Regions from separate parts of the Mus musculus genome. Here regions 1, 2, 3, 4 and 5 are each linked to region 6. A link is a contact called in public HiCAR-type and promoter capture Hi-C data. All regions are on one chromosome and are shown on one strand. The core of a region is the stretch at or near the end of the contact, and the rest is flanking DNA. Distances in the headings are between cores, read along the strand shown.

Region 1 (2,779 bases), core at 180-2,679, 2.5 Mb before region 6:
TTTTTTTTTTTTGGTGGAGGTGTGTGTGTAGGGGATAATTTTGTAGCAGGTTGGCCATTCCTTTCACCATGTGGTCTCTGGGGATGGAACTCAGATCCTCAGGCTTGGTGGCAAGCAACTTTAGCAGCTGAGCCATCTGGATGACACACCTGTTTAACTTTTTAAAAATTGTAGCGCCTAGGGCTCAGGACATAGCTCAATCACAGTGTTTGCTTGCCTAGCACCGGCTTGTCAAAGCAGTGCTCTGGGATTGACTCCCAGATCCCTTCCCACAAAGTGCTTACTTGTAAGTCTAAAAACGACCAACCACTGTAGGTCACCTGTTTATATTGAGTATCGCAGCACAGGGGAGCAGGTTTTAAAAAAATGAGGAGAACTAAGTCTCCATTGTACAGATCATAAAACTGAGGCTGAAGCAGTGAGTCTAGCTCTAAGAGCAGAACTGGTTCTTTCCCATGCCCAGGCTCAGATACCAGGATAAGCTTAGCGCGGGGACAGCAGAGAACGTCCTTCTAAGGACCACAAAGGTATATAGTGGAAGCCTTTAAGTCGCCTTCCCCTTTGCAGAGACCTCCCCAGACAAAACAAACAGGCCCTTGGGGTCTGCAGAACTGCAGGGGGGAAGGGGGAAACGGAAACTAAGAAAGATCAAAGATCCGGCGGTTCACCGCTCCTGGCCTCATAGCTTGGCAGCTCGCCCCGATCCCAGTTGGGCACTCAGGAGCCCATGGGCGAAGAAGAGTTGCGAGTGACAAGGGGACAGCTCGGGGTTCCTGTACACTTGTTGTTAACAGGAGTGGGCCTGAACTCCCTCTAGCCAGCAAGGTGTCCAGTTGATTTCTACTGGACTCCCAAATGGGAAAAAAAAAAAAAAAAGAAAAACCCAAAAAACAAAATCAAACAAACCCAAAACCCAGAGTAGTCAAAGAAAAGGGCAGGCAGCTGAAAACAGGGATTGAGCACTGTAAGTCTGGGAAGGGACAGCACCATGGGAGAGCAGTAGACACGTATGCTAGGGCATCTGAGGTCGCCAGTTATAACCTCAGTTTCCCCACCTGTGAACTCGAGCCATCCAGTCCCACTCTGGCAGCTTCGAGGAAATGCAGAGAAGAGGGAAGTCTCAGTGTCACCAGCGAGGGCAGCGCTGTTCCACCACCCAGCGGCCAAAGCCTCCGCCCGGTCCCGACTCAGGCCCCGAGGTTCGCACGGGGGGCTTGGGGCCCAGCACACCCAAAGCCCCTCCCCATCGAGGCTCCACCCCTCCCCGCCCACAGGCCACGCCCTCTGTGGTCCCGCCCATCGGCCAGCCCCTACCCGCAGGCCCCGCCTCTACCCGCCCCGCCGCGTCCGCCTCGCCTTTGATGGGCCGCTGCCGGCCAATGGGCGCTCAGGGAGGCGCGGGGCCGCGGCGGCGGGCAGGGGGCTCGGCGCGCCCGGGCGTCAGTCCGGCCGCGGCGACGGCGGCAGGAGCGCGTCCCGGCGCCGCCTAAGGCTGCGCTCGGCGCGCGGACTGTGAGGAGGAGGCGAGCGAGGCTGGCGCGGGGTCGGCGGCCGGACGCATGGCTTAGGACGCTCCGCCGCCGCGCCCCAGCATGGGGAAACTTCACTCGAAGCCGGGTCAGTGTCCTCGCCTGCGCGCCGGCCGCGGCCCCGCGTCCTCTCGCCGGTGCTAACTCTCCCTCTCCTTTCTTTCCGGCTCCCGCCGCCGCCGCCGCGCGCGATGTGCCCGCAGCCGCCGTGTGCAAGCGCAGGGAGAGCCCGGAAGGTAGGCGTGCGGGCCACCAGCCCGGGGGGCGCGAGGGAGGCGGCGCGGACCGCCCTGCCGCTGGATCTCATTACCAGGGTTGCCTCAGCCCCCAGCCCCGCCCCGGGAGCGCTCTTTGGGGCCCCTCTGTCCCTCCTACCCGTTCCCCACAGCCCGGTGCTCCCACTGCTGACCCTAACCCCCTCCACTTTGGCGGCGGCGTCTTCCCTTCAGCTCCCCAAGATCTTGCGCCTTCCTCTAGTCGCCAGCCCCTACTCCGGAGAACTTGGTCTCTGGTCTCACTGCACCCTCTCTGCTGACCCTCATCTCTCTCCTTCGCAATCCCTGCCTCCCGCGCTCCTTCCTCTCTGATCCCCGAACTCCTTCAGTCAGGGTATATTGCCTCCTCCCTTTCACCCTCTGAATCCTCCTAGCACTTAGGATCTCGCCGAGCCCCCTTCCTTGGCTATTTCGCTCTTTTGGATTCTGCTCCGTCTGGTGCTTGACCCTCTTGCCAAGTCTTTACTCTCCGGGCTGTGCCGCCTTGTCTCCTTCCCTTCACTCTCTGGTAACTTTTTGCCAGCCGGGGGGGCCCAGACTCAATGTCTTCGTGTTCTTCCCGCCTCAGGTGACAGCTTTGCTGTAAGCGCTGCTTGGGCAAGGAAAGGCATCGAGGAGTGGATCGGGAGGCAGCGCTGTCCAGGCAGCGTCTCAGGACCCCGTCAGCTGAGATTGGCAGGCACTGTTGGTCGAGGCACTCGGGTATGGCCCCCCACTCCGTTCCATCCTTTCACCCCTTTTAGCCTTGGGGAGAGTCTGAGGATCTCCCCCTACTCCAACTTTTAGCATCCCGCTTGCACATTGTTCTAAGTCCAAAAATCCCTTCTCAGCCACTGTGTGCCCCACTAGCCCTACTTGTGCCCTATGCTTTGGAGGACCCTTGTCGATCAAGTGGGCACCAGTCTCCTGCCCAGCTGGGCACAGAGGGTTGCTTGGGGAGGAAGTGCCAGGGAGGCGATGATACAGGTCCAGTGG
Region 2 (2,896 bases), core at 318-2,817, 2.4 Mb before region 6:
TAGTGGTCCAGGCCTTTCCAGATCTGCAGGGAACTTCTTCCATGGGGCTTCGGAAGACCGCAGAAATGTGCCCGTGCTGCGTGCTCTGGTAAACCATTCAAAAACTGGCATGAAACCGAGGCTTAGAATAAAACTCAAAGCCACAACCAAAGCTGTTCCTGTCCTCTTACAGGACAGGCTGGGAGTGACCCATTTAAAGACAAGTAGATAAAGATGATATGTTGACAGTTTCCCAAACACATCCAAGCCTCAGTTTCCCCCTGTGGGCAATTGATCCTTTTGCTAAGCTCCTTGGTTTTTTGTTTTTTTAGTTTTTTGAGACAGAGTTTCTCTGTATAGCCCTGGCTGTCCTGGAACTCACTCTGTAGACCAGGCTGGCCTCGAACTCAGAAATCTGCCTGCCTCTGCCTCCCAAGTGCTGGGATCAAAGGCCTGCGCCACTACGCCCAGCTGCTAAGCTCCTTGGGGACAGAGGGTTCTGAGGGCTGCCTTATCACTCCACACCCTCAGTGGGAAAGATTTCTAGCCATCAGAACAAAGCACTGCAGATGTTGGGACTGGACTTGGCCCAGAGGACAGAGCAGAGTCGCAGGCTCCCACCCCTCCACCCCTTACTATCTTCTGTGCATGACAATCTTCATTTTCCGGGAGCCTTGGCTCTTGTTCCCCACTTCAAGGGGCCCTGCCCTCTTCAGTCCTCCTCCTTCATACACAGGGCCACTTGTAGAGCCGAGGCCACCTTTCTCGGGGGCAGGGGGAAGGTTGTGGGGGGTGGCTAATGAAAATCTGGTAGAATATAGTAAAAGCCCTTGCCCATAAGACAGAAGAACTGAGAGGCACCCATTCAAAGAGGAGGAGGAAGGAAGGAAAGGAAGGACAGGGAGCGGCAGCCCTGGCTGCGGGAGTTTGAGTTTAAGTCTCCTTTCTTTGTAGGGCAGCCTCCTCAGGTCTCCATTGAAGGGCCAGCCAAGGCTCCACCTGCCCTGAGCACCATGGGACCCCTGGGTGCTTCTCTGTGGAGCTTGCCGCTGGAAGCGCTCTCAGTTGGGTGTGCACATCAGAATCCCCACTGGGACTGGGGAGAGGAAGTGTTAGGAGCTCTAAGGCAAGCAGGCTGCCTACCCCACAACACCCAGACAGAGCTGGGGTGGGCTCCGGATTCTTACTCGGCTACAGGGTCCACCCTTTGAGAAATACAAGCCTGGACTTGTTCCCAGGAACAGGACCAGTGCCTGGCATTGCAAAAGGAGTCAGGCTTAGAGGTTGGAGGTGGGTTTGGCCCCAGTTTCTAAGGACAGCCCATACTCTCACCACCCTTGGTCCCTCCTAACCAGTACCCAGGGAGTTCCTAGAGGGCCTCTCAAGGACATCACTGGGTCTCAGGGCGCAGAAGCCAGCTACGCTTGGGGTCAAACACTGACTGACCTGGGATCTTCAGGCTTTGTGGGTTCGGGGTCCAGGAGAGTCACATGCCCCAGTCCGATCTCTTTTTGCAAGGTCCAACTAGATGGCTGAATGTCTGCCGCAATCCTGAGTTCTCCTTTTGAAAACAGGAAATGGGCTGAGTGATCTCCTTCAGGGGCCCCAGCTTATTGGTTGCTGAAAGATGTACATTGAACCTCCTAGACAAATATCTGCAGTACATCATACAGGCCACGTGGGTCAAGGCCACCAACAGGAGGACAGTTTAACTTCACAGCAGCTTTAAGCAGCTTGATACGTATTAGACACCCGAACGATAGCTGGCATTTGGAGAATTCATTTCAAAGTCCTTTGTTTTAGTCCTTTTCTGTGGCAATGACAGAAGACGATAAACTGAAGGAAAAAAAATCACACACACGAAAGTTTATTTAGTTTATAGCTCTGGATCCGGAACATGCAAGAGCACACTGGTAGTGTCTGTGAGGGCTGTCCTGCCGCATGTGACATGCCATGGTAGGAGGTGGACAGACAAGAGAAAGCTTACCTTATGCACCCCAGTTTCACAGTTACAGCATAAATCCCTTTATGAAGACTGTCCTTATGACAGTCAACTCTCAGAAGACCCTACCTCCCAAACCCATTATGTTAGGGATCTCAGTCTAACATGAGGATTTGGGGATACATTCTTTTAATAGTTATTATCCTAGCTATGAGCTAGGCATAATGGGGCCCTTCGTGTTCTGTTGACAAGCTGGAGAACTGAGGTTTGGTGCATGGAGCTGGTGGGATGCGGAGCCAGTGCCTGACACAGAAAGGTCATGGGATAGGCTAGGGTACGGCCCAGGTGGACATCTTGCACTCCCCTGGCTGTGAATGAGCCAGGCTGTACCTTCTCTACCCTTGGCATGGCTAATACTTCTTGAAGCCATTCTACAGTGTGGGCAGGGGTGTCACCTCATAGCTTACAACACTGGGTCCCACAAAGGATAATTATGGTAGACATTTTACAGGCTTATTTCCCACCCATCTCTTCTCCGTTGGAGTCCATTGCCTTCTTTGTCTTTTATCGAATTGCGTTAATGGCTGAAGATAGGCCGAGAGGGTTCCTTTGGGTACATGTGCTTCTTAATCTCTTTTTCCTCCCGAGGCTCACATTTGCACTGAAAGGATCTTGTGATGAATAGATGCTGTCTACCATGCTCAACTAAATCAATCTTGCTTTTCACTGTCACAGAGGTTTCGCCCTCATTTGCATCTGCTTCAACCCCACAGGCCCTCAGGAAGCTTATGATGAGTCAAGGTGTACAGAACACTTAATGGTGTCATGCTGAGCGTGTGAGGCTGGCAACTGAGGGCATACTAAAATCCTCATCGTTTGCCTTTCTGCTCAGGACTCTGTACAACATCCTGCCTCTCTGCACCACCATCACTATCATACCAAGAACACACATATCCATAAGAATTTGGTTTTGGC
Region 3 (2,713 bases), core at 96-2,595, 2.0 Mb before region 6:
ACCCGGGACCCAAGAAAGTGTCTAATGACCCTTACCAGAACGGGTCCCGAAGGATGGGACTCCATAATACGTGGGGTGCACACATCCAAGCCCGACTTTGACGGGTTATGGGTGCAAGTGTGGAAAGAAACGACAGGAGAACAAACTTGGGAAGCCGGACCAAGCGACACTTCCCTGTCCCTAAGTCAGTCTCCAGAGCGACCGGCAGCACTCGGCCGCGACCCCAGGATGTCGCTCCTCCACCCCAACCCCCAGTTCTCACGGCTCGGAACCCCCAAAGGTACCATGTTTCGCCCGCTAGCCAAGTGGGAACGAGAGTTTGGGGGGGGGGTGGGTACGGAGAGCTCCCCACGCGCTCGGCGTTCAGCCACCCGGACGAAGTAAACTTCTTTAACGTTGGCCGCAGGGCTGGGCGGTGAGGCCCAGGCGACAGAGGCCCAGCCCGGGGACCCGGGTGGCGCGCGGGGAGCGGGAGAGAGCTCGCGTGGGCAGCTCCAGATGGCCTCTGCCCGAGAGATCGCCCCTCGGGGCGGCAGGGTCGTGGCCGCGGCTTCTCCGACCCTCTGGGCGGAGGAGCGAGCCGGCCAGTCGACCCTACTCCGCCCAGTCGAGGACACGGAACTCCGGAAAGCTCCAGCCGGGATAGGCTGGCTCTCCCGGGACAGGGGAAGCCTGGCCCGGCAAATTGAAATCGAGGAAGCATGAAATAAAATCAGACGCGCCGAGTGCAGAAGGCGAAAGCGGCGGTGGGCGCGGGGCCCGCCGCGTGTGCGTGGGTCCGAGTGTGCGTGTGAGTGCGTGTCTGTGTGTCCGCGGCGCCGGCCGGAGCACTCACCATCTCGCCGGGGGAGCGAGGCCACTTCGGGGTCGGATTGGAAATGTTGAGGCTTCGCTTGCTTCCTCCGCGACATGCTGGCTCAAACATCAGCTGGGGCAGAATAAAAAATTACTAAAAAAAAATCTTCTCAAAATTACGGAAATCGAGCGGCGGCGGCGGCGGCTCCCCCCGCCCGCCGGCCCGCCCGCCCCCTCCCCGGCTCCCCGGCCCCGGGCACAGCGCGCATGTGTCCTGCTATAATTATGATTATCAATAATGCATTGCGATTAATCATAGAGGGGCTCTTTGAAAGGCGATTGGCACCGGGCCAGCGCTATTCAAACCCGCTCGCCTTAATCAATTAGTTCGTGATTTGCTGCAGACCCCTGTCTCTCCGCGCGCTGGCCCAATAAGCCGGCCGCGGGGCTGGCTCTGCGCGCCGCGCCGCCCGACTCTTGGTTAACCCTCTTGGCGACCGCCGGGGACTCCGCGGCCCGGCCGCCGGGGGCCTGCCTCCTCGCCACTGCGCGCCCAGCGCCCCGGCCGGCGCCCCCCGCTCGTTCCCCTCCCCCCTCCCCCGCCCTCCATCCCGGGCTGGGCCGACCCGAATTAGCATGCTCGCCCGGGAGCCTAGCGGAGCAGGGCCGCGTGGGGGTGGGGCTGGCGGCGGGGGCTGGGGACCCAGGCTGCGGGCGAGCGGCGAACTTCCTAACTCCCGCGCTGCGTACTGGCCCGCGAGGGGGAGGGAGTCCCGTGGCGGGACGGGGTAGGAGAGGGCGCCCCATTTCGTGAGTGTTCCTTCATTTTCTTTAAGAGCTACCAGAAAGCAGCCCACCCCCACTCTCATAAAAAAAAAAAAGCGAGTGGGGAAGAGCCAGCCCCACGCCAGTCCGCCTCCCGCTCGCTGCCGGGCCTCCCTCCCGCCTGCCCGCCGCCTGGCTCGGAGATCCTTCGCCCAGAGTTCTCCACTCTCAGGATCCCGGGCTCGCGGGGGTGCGGAGAAGAGGACCCAGGAAAGGTTTGGGGACGTGATGGGTTTGGGGCTTGGGGGGAGGGGCAGTTTTCTCGCCACCCCATCCTCTCCCTGCCTGGGAGCGGCGACCCTCCAGCCTCTTGCTGGCTCCTTAGCTCCCTTTCTCTACCTTGGACATTCCCGGGACAATTAGGGCTGAAGTTTTCGGGAGAAGCGCCCCGAGCCCGTGGGATAAGGGGGCGGCTCGGCTCCGCCCAGGACCCCCTCCCGAACCTCCCCCCGGCCGCCCCGGTTGGCTGCAGGGCGCGTCACTCCGCGGGGAGGCGGCGGCCACCGTGGCGCCGCCAAGCTCCGGGCGGGTGGAGAGCAAGGACCTGCCTGAGCTCCGAGTTCAGCTTCTGCGGGAGGGAGGGGAGGGGCGCAGCTAATTCTGTGCTAAGCAGCGCTCCCCTGGCCTGGGTGGTGCTGCTGGAGCCAGACCCTAGGCACCGCCTCTACCCTGGACCCTAGTGCTCCGTGTCCTAGGGGTGGAGGCCGCCACCTCGTCGCAGACGAGGTGGCTACCCGGAGTGAGTGAGCATGGAGGGGGGGTCCTGTTCGTTGCCCTGCTAGCTACGCCGTGACTCGCCTTCACTTTTCCGACACTTGCTACGTGCGGCGCCCAAACTTTTCTCTCCATCTCTCTCTGTTTCTCTCCCAGAGCTGGGAGCCAGCCTCTCTTACCCGCTCACGGGACCCAGGGATCCGGGCCCTGTACTCCCTCTTCCGGGTTTGGGCGCCTGCGAACCTGAGGCTTGGTCCTCGGCTTAGTTTAGACCTCCTCCTGCCTCGGGGTTTCCGCTCGCCGAGGTTCCCGAAGTCCTGCACCCGAAGGACTAAACTAACTAAACTTCGGCTGAGTAATGGGGGTGGAGGCGGGGGAG
Region 4 (2,999 bases), core at 17-2,516, 2.7 Mb before region 6:
TTCTAGGGCAATTCCAGATATGGGTGGACTCACCTTTGAGAAGAAAGTTAACCCGCACTATTCAACCTACCTGGCAAATCAAGACATTAGCTACTTACTCTTTTCTAGTTAATGAAAACGGTTGCTTATTTTGTATTAAGCAGCACAGGTTGGCCGCAGTCTCCTGCGCGCTGAGATCACAGGCACGTGCCATCACGCCGCGCCAGCTCCATTTGTCATTAAAATAACTTATTTCAGGAGAACACTTGGGACACCTGTAGATCGCCTTCACTTCTGAAGAACAGCTACGTTTGACAAACCTCCCAGGCTTTCCGGTGAGTGACTTCTCACCCTTCCAAGACAATTATAAAAAAAACAGCCTTTGAAGGAGTCACGGAAGACCAGGACTCGGCTGCTTACAGGATGTGTGGGGACAGCACGGGTGCTCGAGAGGACACTTGGGACAAGACTTGCTGAGCGCCCAGGTGACCCAGGCTTCTGGTCTGTCTCACTCCTCCACAAAGCCAGACTTCCCAGACGTCTGGGTGTCGCACTGGAACAGGCTAAGGAGGCTGGGAACTGGAGCCCGGGGCCATAAGCAACAAAGCCCCCTTTACCTTGACTCTTCTCCGTTTTCTCCCCTTCTCTTCCCCCGGAGCCTGCTTCTCGCCTTTCTTCCTCTTTTTCCGTTTTCTGTCCTTGTGTTTGTCATGGTCGCTTCTGTCTTCGAAGAGGCTGGAGTCGTGCCCGGAGCTGCCCGTGGAGAGCTCGGTGACCTCGCTCCCCCCGACTTTGAGGACCAGCTTCAGGGGCTTCTCCACGTACTCTGAAACAAGAGCAGGACGCGGGGCTGAGCCGGGGCCGGCCGAGGGCGGGCGCCCCACCTCCCAGCGCCCCACGAACCCCCGCCGGGACCGGCAGGCCCGAGTCGAACGCCGCCCCGCCGGGGGCGATCTCCGCGGGTCGGGGCCTTGCGGGCAGGGGACGGCGCGGCTCCGCAGGCAGGCCAGCCGCTCCTCACCCTCGTAGAAGTGGCGGTCCGACTTGTGCTTCTTGTGCTTCTTGCCCATGTCCGACCGGGCCCCAGAGCCCGCCCCCCGCGCCAGGCCCAGGCCGTGCGGCGCCGCTTCCGGTCCGGGCCAGGCGAGCGGAGGGCGGGAGCGGGGCCCGCGAGAGCCCGCGCCGCGAGGCAGGGGGACGGCACGCGCCCGGCGGCGCGAGGTCCCTCACGAGAAAAAAAAAAAACCACGCGCGGGACGCGACCGAAGCGCGACACCAGTGGCGAGAGGGCGAGAGGCCGGCAAACCAGCGGGAAAGAGAGGCCGCCGAGCGGACGGGATGCGGTCTGCGGCGCGTGGCGGCCCCTGGCGGCCGGAGGCGGCGCTGCAGCCTGTGGTGGAGGGCGGGGCTGCGGCTGGGGGGCGGGCTCAGAGGCGGGGCCTGTCTTGACTTTCTTTTTCCATCCCCGACGCTCTTCCCTGCTTTCCTGAATCCTTTTAACTTTCCTTGGCTTTTGTTTCTTGTCTTTAGCAATATTATTGAACTCCATCTGTACAGGATCGGGCAGACCCAAGAATATGGGTCCTGCCAAGCCTAACGATCTCCGTTCGCTCTCCAGGTTCCACATGAAGGAGAGAATCGACTCCTGAAAGTTGTCCTCTAATGTTTACATTTATATATATTCTTGCACAAATAAATAAATGCATACAGAAAAAAACCAAAACAAAACAAAAACAAAGGCTTGTTCATGATAGAATAAAGCCTCCAAGATGTTAACTAAATGAAACGCACCAAGTGTGCAGCAGTGTTGTTCAAAAGTGAGACCGGAAGTGAAGGTGTGGTCTGGATTCAAAGGCTGGAAACAGTACTGCTTACTTTATTTCAGGTGACCAGGACGGTATAGGGGTGGATTCTTTTACTTTTATGCTTTTCTTTGTGGTTTAAAAAACAATTTATATGCTAAAGTAACTGGAAAGAAAAGGAAGCTAAGGGTCTAGAAATTAGCTAGAACTTGCCTCCGAAAAGGTGGTGGGGTTGCAGCTATTGGCTCCCCAGGGAGGCACAGGCTGCCTGCTGTTTTGTCTGCTTCTCACCCCCATCAGTGCCGTTCCTGTTCTCTTATCTCTGGATGCCCAGCCCTTCTGGGCAGTGGCTCACTGACAATTTTGTCTACTGGCACTTACCCAGATGGGCCACGTTAAGATCTGCTTGTGCTGGGTGTGATGGTGCATGCATGCATGGCTGTGCTGGCCTATCCCGGCCCTCAGGTTGAGGCAGGAGGACTGAATCCCAGACTAGCCAGGGCTACATAGTAACATGCTATCTAAAAATAGAGCTCACTGTTGCATGTGCAGAGATGTCTAGGGAAATAAAGTGCACGCTCTCTCTCTCTCTCTCTGTGTGTGTGTGTGTGAGACAACTTTACAAAATAGCAAGAGCAGGTAATATTCATATTCCCATTTTATAGAGGAGGAAATGGATGCCCAAAGAAATAAGATAGGGGTCAGATGTAGAATCAGTATTCAAATCCAGGCTTGAACTGGAGTCACAATCCTTTTCATTAGTTAGTACACACAGTGCAAAGTGTCTTTACTGCACTTTTAGCCTTCTAGTGGCCTATACATTTTATAAAAATCTCATTTTTTCCTCAAGAAAGAATCTAACCGATCCTTTCTACTGTACTCAGAAGTGGACTTGAGAGTGGAGAGAAGATGCAGGAGTTAAGAACACTTGCTGCTCTTCCAGAAGACCTGGGTTCGGTTCCCAGTACTTACCCCCATCCACCAGCTCACAGCACCTGTAATTCCAATTTCAGGGTGTCTCCTGGCTCTTTAGGCACCTGTGTTCATTTAGTGCACATAGATCCATGCAGCCACACGCACACACATAAATTAAAACAACAACAACAACAAAAACCAACAACAAGTTGGACTCTTGGATGGCTTTTTCCTGGAAGGTTTGTTGTTTATCTTTGTGTGTGGTATGCTAGGTGTGTAAACCCCTGTAGGGAACCTCGAAGT
Region 5 (3,053 bases), core at 509-3,008, 2.9 Mb before region 6:
AAAAAAAAATAGCTCACATACAACAAATAACTTTTGTTAAGGTACTATTGTAATGGAAAAAAAATTAAATATACAAAAATGTAAAAAAATACCAATGGCAGTGACTTATAACATGACATTTGCAGAAAAGTGCAAAATAACTGAATGTCTTGTATTTTGACATGTATTGTACAGAGACTTGGGGAAGAAATGGAAACATTTAATAGTGTGTCTTCACTTTCATGTGTGTGTGTGTGTGTGTGTGTGTGTGTGTGTCCCCGTCCGGAAAAGGAGGGCTTGAGTCTCAAGTTGTTATGTAGCTATGGATGGCCATGAATCGGAGATTCTCCTTTCCTGCTGAGGGTCTGGCACCAACCTCAGGGCATTTCGTGTGCTAAGCAAGCACTCTAATAGAGTTACAATTAGCTCAGCCAGTGGTCATTGTATTCTTTTTTTTTTTTTCCCCCTAAGAAAAAACGTAGAGCAATGATTCATTCTGTGACAAACAGATTTTTAATCCTTTGCAAAATAAGTAAATAAACAAAACCAATCACCACCACCCCAAACTTTCCAGGATATTGAACTGGGCACAGAGCCAAAACTCAAGTGTCAGTCAGGGACTCGGTTCTGGAATTTGCAGCGAGCTTGAAGCATGCGCACAGTAAGTGTTCTAGTCTTCTGGATAATGTTAATTACTGACAACCACCCCCTGCCCCCTTTTTGGTTATTTTTCGCGCCAGAAGAAAGCTACACAAATGGGCATTCTATGAAAAACGATCATTAACCGCAACGGTAGTGTGATTTTAGGTTTAAAAGGCTTCGAGTATTCTTAGTTATGAAAGTTGAGGGGCTTTGAGCTCGTAAGTGCACCTTGGAACAGCCGCGCTGTGTGGCCCTCCAGCCGGGCAGCGGTGCCAGCACTCGCGACCCAGAGGCCGCTGAGACCGCTCCGGAACCGAGATGCGCGTGCAGCCGCGTGCTAACCCGGCCCTTGAGCGGAAGCCCGCCCTTCTCGTGCTCGCGCGGCGCGCGGCCAGGAGCCCCGGGGCCGCGCCGGGACCGAGGGGCGGAGCCGGCGGTCCGGAGCGGGGTGGGCGGCGCAAACCAGTCACTTTCCGCGGAGTCGGCAGCCGCCTCGTGTGCCTCGGCGGCGCTTGAGCGGCAACAGAGTCCTGCGGCGGCGCGCGCGTCCGAGGTGCCCGGAGGCCCAGGTACGTGCGACCCCAGCTAAGCTAGCGCGGGACGGTTGACCAGGCGGTTGCGGCCCCGCTGCCTGCAGCCTGCCGCGGCCTCTGTGACGCGCGGTGCGGCCTCGGGGAACCCGCGGACGGCTGGCAGCAGGGACGGGGCGGGGCGAGCGCGGCGGCGGGGCAGGCGGAGCGGAGCGAGGGGCGGAGCCGGCGGAGGCCCCGCCCCGGGGCCGAGCAGCACGGACGCTACGGAGCAGGCGCGTCCCGCTGCCGCCGCCGCTGCCGCCGCCGCCGCCGCTGCTGCTGCCGCCGCCGCCACCACCGCCGCCGCCGCTCGCCCTTCTCGGGATCCGCCGCCGCCATTTGCACGGGAACCCCGGTGACAGGGGCTCGGCGGAGGGGCGGAGGGAGGGGGGAGGGCCTGCGAGCCCCGAGGGCGGGAGCGACGCCGCCGGCGCCGGCCAGGCTCCCTGCGCTACCGCGCCGCCCGTGGCGGAACCCGGGTGGCAGCGGCGGCGGCGGCCGAGGGCGGGCGTGCGCCTGAGGCAGCGGCGGCGGCGGCGGCCCTGCGGGCGGCCGGGAGGGGCGGGGGCAGCGGCCGCCGCCGTTTGATGGATCCGAGGATCGCCTGGTTCCAGCCAGAGCAGCTCGGACCGTCCAATAGTCTGTGGATGCAGATCTGGGAGACGACCCAGGGGCTGAGGAACCTCTACTTCAACCACCACTGTCACAGCAGCGGCGCGAGCAGCGCGAGCGGCGGGAGCGGCAGCGGCCCCGGCAGCCCCGGCGGCACGGCCCCGGCCCCGGCCGGCATGTTCCGCTCGGGGGAGCGCCCACTGGGCGGCCTCGCCGTGCCCGCGGAGCAGCGGGACTTCCTGCCCCTGGAGACGACCAACAACAACAACAATCACCACCAGCCGGCGGCCTGGGCACGGCGGGCATCGGCGGGCCCCTCGGCGTCGCCGGTCCCATCGGCTCCCTCGTCCCCGCGACCGGCGGCCGCACTCCCCGCCTCCGAGTCTACCGACCCGGCCTCGGGCAGCAGCAACAAGAGGAAACGTGACAACAAGGCCAGCACCTACGGACTCAACTACAGCCTGCTGCAGCCCAGCGGAGGGCGCGCGGCCGGAGGCGGACGGGCGGACGGCGGCGGGGGCGTGTACAGCGGGACCCCGTGGAAGCGACGGAACTACAACCAGGGAGTCGTGGGGTGAGTGCTGGCGTCGTGGCCTGCGTCTTGGAGGGTCGGCACACCCGCACAGCGGGGAACACGCCCACAGGCGGGAGGGGGGGATGATGGGTGGGGGATGGGGAGCCCCAGTGGGGCCTCCAGAGCATCGGTGGCCATTCATTCCTTCATAGCTTGACCAGTCTCGGTGGACCTTTCTTTGGAATTCCTTTGGAAAAAGTGGAGCTATCCTCTCCTTTTCGTAGTCATCTCTACCTTCCTCCTCTCCTAACTGTCCACACCTTCCCGATGCATTCTTGCTTGTCCTTCTCCTGGATCTTTCTATGCTCTAGAATTCAGCCTGCCCTCTGATCCCTTTCTGTCCTCCACACCTTGCTCCCCACCACCACACCCCAAGATGAAGCCCCTTAGCATCGGGCTAGTTAACTTCCTGAGAACGTTTCTGCCTTAGCGTCTTTAGATGTTAGGACCAGGAGGTGCTCTTCTTGCCAAGAATAGAAACATCCAGAATGCTCCTTCCCCTCCCCCAGTCCACGACGAAAATCTCCTCAGCCCTGAAAGACACTGCCTGCTCTTGATCCTTTGGCCCATCTTTTATATTTACTTAAGGAAAAAAAAAAAAAAAGCCAGTGTTTGCCATGTCTGTCGTGAGCAGAAAGCACTGAGTGACAGCTAGCTTGAAGTTGTCATAGATG
Region 6 (2,707 bases), core at 59-2,558:
TTTTTTGCCACTGAGAATCTCCCCAGCCCTTTTCAATCAATGTGTTTATCTCCACTAGATTCTCTTCACCACTTAAGCCCATGCAATGTGCCTTAAAAGTTTCTTTTCCGTGAGCAAATTCTTTGAAATTCCCTTCATATCTAAGCTTAGTTAGAGATTCGGTAGCTTTAACACCTCAAATCATAAATATAGGAAAGTTTCAAGCCCGGGGACAAAAGGCTGAGGTGCCTATTTAACATATCAAAGAGGACCTGGCTGCTCTGTTCTCCTGGTAGCCCTCAACCTCTACCTGTTACCATAGCCAGCCCCCTACCCAAAACTCTCCAGCTCAAGGGGTGGGCTGTGCTTTCCTATATAATCCAGACATTTTAGTTTCTAGCTCGGTGTACCTTTGGGCCTTCTAGCTGCTGCACCTGGTTCCCCTCTCTCCCCTCTCTCCCTTCACCTCCCGCGCCCCCTCCCCGCACTCTCCTCCCTCAGGTGGCTCAGGGTCATGTCCACTCTGGACTCACTCAGATGTCCCTGCTCTACGCTCTTCCTTTTATCTGTAAGAAACTTTAGCCGTATCTAGGAGCAGTTATGTGATAGCTAATATACATTTTAAGTTATTCTTGAAAACACATTCATGATTATTTGTGTGATTGAGGGTTGAGGGTTGAGGGTTTTTTATTTTGTTTTTGTTTGGTGAAGTGAGATCAATTCTTAGCTCAATATACCTTTGCCATTGATAGCGTTGACATAGGAGTGTCACTTGAGGAATCCTCTCTGTTGGATTGACCTGTGGGTCTTGCCTAGGGAGGTGGCGGCCGCGGGGGTGGCGTTGTATTAAGAAAGTAGCTGATAAAGCAACGGGGAGCTAAGTCAGTAAGCAGCGTCCTGCTTTAACCTCCGTCAATGATGAACTGTAAAGACTAAAATGAAATAAGCCCTTTCCTCTCCGAGTTGGTTACAGTCCGTGTTTATCTCAGCAACAGAGACTAGAAAGGGCAGGCAAACTATTATCTTTACTTTGGACCTTTTAGCTTTACTATCTGAGGACCTCTAGGTGAGGATGTGTGTAAAGGGCTTATATACTAAATCCTGTCGATATTTCTTGGTCTTTTTCTCTTCAAACGAGCCTTCTGAATGGTCTCACTATTGAGAGATGCTTTTTAAAACGGTAGAGGACGTGTCCATTCACCCCTAAATGATGCACAGCTCGTTTTTTGCTTTCTTCTTCCATGACTTTTGGTCTCCCTGAGATCCCGGCCGAGACTACATTTCCCAGCAGGCCGTGCTCAGACCTACGGGTGCCCGCATGGGACTGAGGAACTTTGGGGGCGGCACAGTAGCAGGACAGGCTGCTGACGGGCCGGCGCTTCGCGGTTTGAATGGCTGCGGGCCCGGGCCCTGAGCGCATCTGAAGAGCCGCGGCCTCGGGGTGCGCCATGGCATCTGGAGGCAACCAGTCGCCACCGCCTCCTCCAGCTGCTGCAGCCAGCTCGGAGGAAGAGGAGGAGGATGGCGACGCCGCGGATCGCGCGCAGCCCGCGGGGTCCCCGAGCCATCAGATCCAGCAGCGGTTCGAGGAGCTGTGCAGCCGCCTCAACATGGACGAGGCGGCGCGCGCCGAGGCCTGGAGCAGCTACCGCAGCATGAGCGAGAGCTACACGCTGGAGGTGCGTGCTCAGATCCTCCGTGGAGATCGGGGACTCGGGGTGGCCCTAGGATCACTTGGTCGTTTGCCCCGCACCATTGCCTCCCCCTGGCTTTGCGGCCGTCAGAGGAAACTCATTAAGTTTCAGGCTTGCTTACGTGTGAGAATGGCTTAGGATTTATTGTCCCCCACCCCCCGGGCAGATGAAAAGCGGGTGTAGACACACAACATTTGTTGCTGAACTTGGGCACTCTTTTTGGCTGTCATCCAGGTGTAGGCTTGTTATGTTCCGTTCTTGGGACGGGGCTTTGCAGTTGACGAAAATGGCTATTCGGGCTAGTGCCTGTCAACTCTGCAGGCACCTCCCCTGTATGGGCCAATGGGAAGTGACACGGAAGTCCGGATTGTTTTTCAGCTGCCTGTGCGTATGACCCTTTGATTTTATATATGGAAGCTTATCGAAGTAGCAGAGCAAAGAGGCCCCCGACCCGAAGGCTAAGCAAGGTGTTATTTAACTATGATATGGATGTACTTGTGCCATTCTTCTGAGTCGGTTTATTTCTATTTTTTTAAAAATCGACACACATCGAATTCCCCTCTCTCCATTTGTTACACTCACAAAAAAAAGAAACATGGCAGCTTTAGACCTGTGTCTGAGTGACTCTGGACAAGTTTTTAACCACAGTGAAACTCAGTTATGTTGTGTGAGCAGTTTTGTTACTTGTGCCCACTTCAAAGTGCTTACCTAAAGCTTAACTAAAGCAATGTGTGTATGTGTGCAGAAAATTTCCTAGACTGAAGCAGTCTGGCTGAAGAGACCGTAGCCGCCTTCCTTACCCAGTGTTTCCGATAGCCAGGCAAAGAGGAGAACTTCTGGTTTGAAGGACACAAATACTCCCAAACGAATTCTTACTTCACCTTAGAGATGACGCTGTAAATTAGCAAGAATGAGTATTATAACATAGCAGAGACTTCAAATCACAGACTAAGTCATATGAAGCCTGGTGTCACATATGCAAGTGGCATTTAACAGATGCTTAGTAAATTAGTGTGTGTGTGTGTGTGTGTGTG

Evidence for each region. Promoter capture Hi-C pulls out the DNA fragments that hold promoters and counts their contacts. HiCAR-type assays count read pairs that join an accessible place to other places.
Region 1: a promoter capture Hi-C map of pre-B cells shows a contact between it and region 6, with 5 times the contacts expected there. The contact joins the promoter of Nkd1 here to the promoter of Rbl2 in region 6. A contact is called at or near these places in 3 of 39 promoter capture datasets (cranial neural crest, hippocampal neurons and pre-B cells).
Region 2: a contact with region 6 is called in a promoter capture Hi-C map of pre-B cells, with 4 times the contacts expected there. The contact joins the promoter of Snx20 here to the promoter of Rbl2 in region 6. A contact is called at or near these places in 5 of 39 promoter capture datasets (the C10 cell line, hippocampal neurons, liver and 2 more), 3 of 484 Hi-C or Micro-C datasets (CD4 T cells, pre-B cells and regulatory T cells) and 1 of 115 datasets of contacts at active chromatin or transcription factors (bone marrow-derived dendritic cells).
Region 3: a contact with region 6 is called in a HiCAR-type map of astrocytes, with 6 times the contacts expected there. The contact joins the promoter of Sall1 here to the promoter of Rbl2 in region 6. A contact is called at or near these places in 1 of 39 promoter capture datasets (cranial neural crest) and 1 of 115 datasets of contacts at active chromatin or transcription factors (astrocytes).
Region 4: a promoter capture Hi-C map of hippocampal neurons shows a contact between it and region 6, with 8 times the contacts expected there. The contact joins the promoter of Brd7 here to the promoter of Rbl2 in region 6. A contact is called at or near these places in 4 of 39 promoter capture datasets (cranial neural crest, hippocampal neurons, liver and 1 more) and 2 of 115 datasets of contacts at active chromatin or transcription factors (double positive thymocytes and large pre-B cells).
Region 5: a promoter capture Hi-C map of liver shows a contact between it and region 6, with 7 times the contacts expected there. The contact joins the promoter of Tent4b here to the promoter of Rbl2 in region 6. A contact is called at or near these places in 3 of 39 promoter capture datasets (hippocampal neurons, liver and pre-B cells) and 3 of 115 datasets of contacts at active chromatin or transcription factors (astrocytes, regulatory T cell precursor and thymic regulatory T cells).

Annotation. Positions count from the first base shown.
Region 1 is chr8:88,519,915-88,522,693 of GRCm38.p6, forward strand. It overlaps Nkd1 (naked cuticle 1), which reads left to right and starts at 1,430. Exons shown (of 10, transcript NM_027280.3): 1 at 1,430-1,617; 2 at 1,733-1,765; 3 at 2,373-2,506. The coding sequence starts at 1,593. Gm35162 (predicted gene, 35162) reads right to left here and starts at 1,207. Exons shown (of 2, transcript NR_168470.1): 1 at 1,056-1,207.
Region 2 is chr8:88,634,561-88,637,456 of GRCm38.p6, forward strand. It overlaps Snx20 (sorting nexin 20), which reads right to left and starts at 1,568. Exons shown (of 4, transcript NM_027840.3): 1 at 1,426-1,568.
Region 3 is chr8:89,041,517-89,044,229 of GRCm38.p6, forward strand. Sall1 (spalt like transcription factor 1) reads right to left here and starts at 1,346. Exons shown (of 3, transcript NM_001371070.1): 1 at 836-1,346. The coding sequence starts at 911. It overlaps Gm3134 (predicted gene 3134), which reads left to right. Exons shown (of 3, transcript NR_166639.1): 1 at 1-280.
Region 4 is chr8:88,360,906-88,363,904 of GRCm38.p6, forward strand. Brd7 (bromodomain containing 7) reads right to left here and starts at 1,267. Exons shown (of 17, transcript NM_012047.3): 1 at 1,001-1,267; 2 at 597-805. The coding sequence starts at 1,049.
Region 5 is chr8:88,198,124-88,201,176 of GRCm38.p6, forward strand. Tent4b (terminal nucleotidyltransferase 4B) reads left to right here and starts at 1,759. Exons shown (of 12, transcript NM_001372333.1): 1 at 1,759-2,379. The coding sequence starts at 1,781.
Region 6 is chr8:91,068,749-91,071,455 of GRCm38.p6, forward strand. Rbl2 (RB transcriptional corepressor like 2) reads left to right here and starts at 1,309. Exons shown (of 22, transcript NM_011250.4): 1 at 1,309-1,658. The coding sequence starts at 1,428.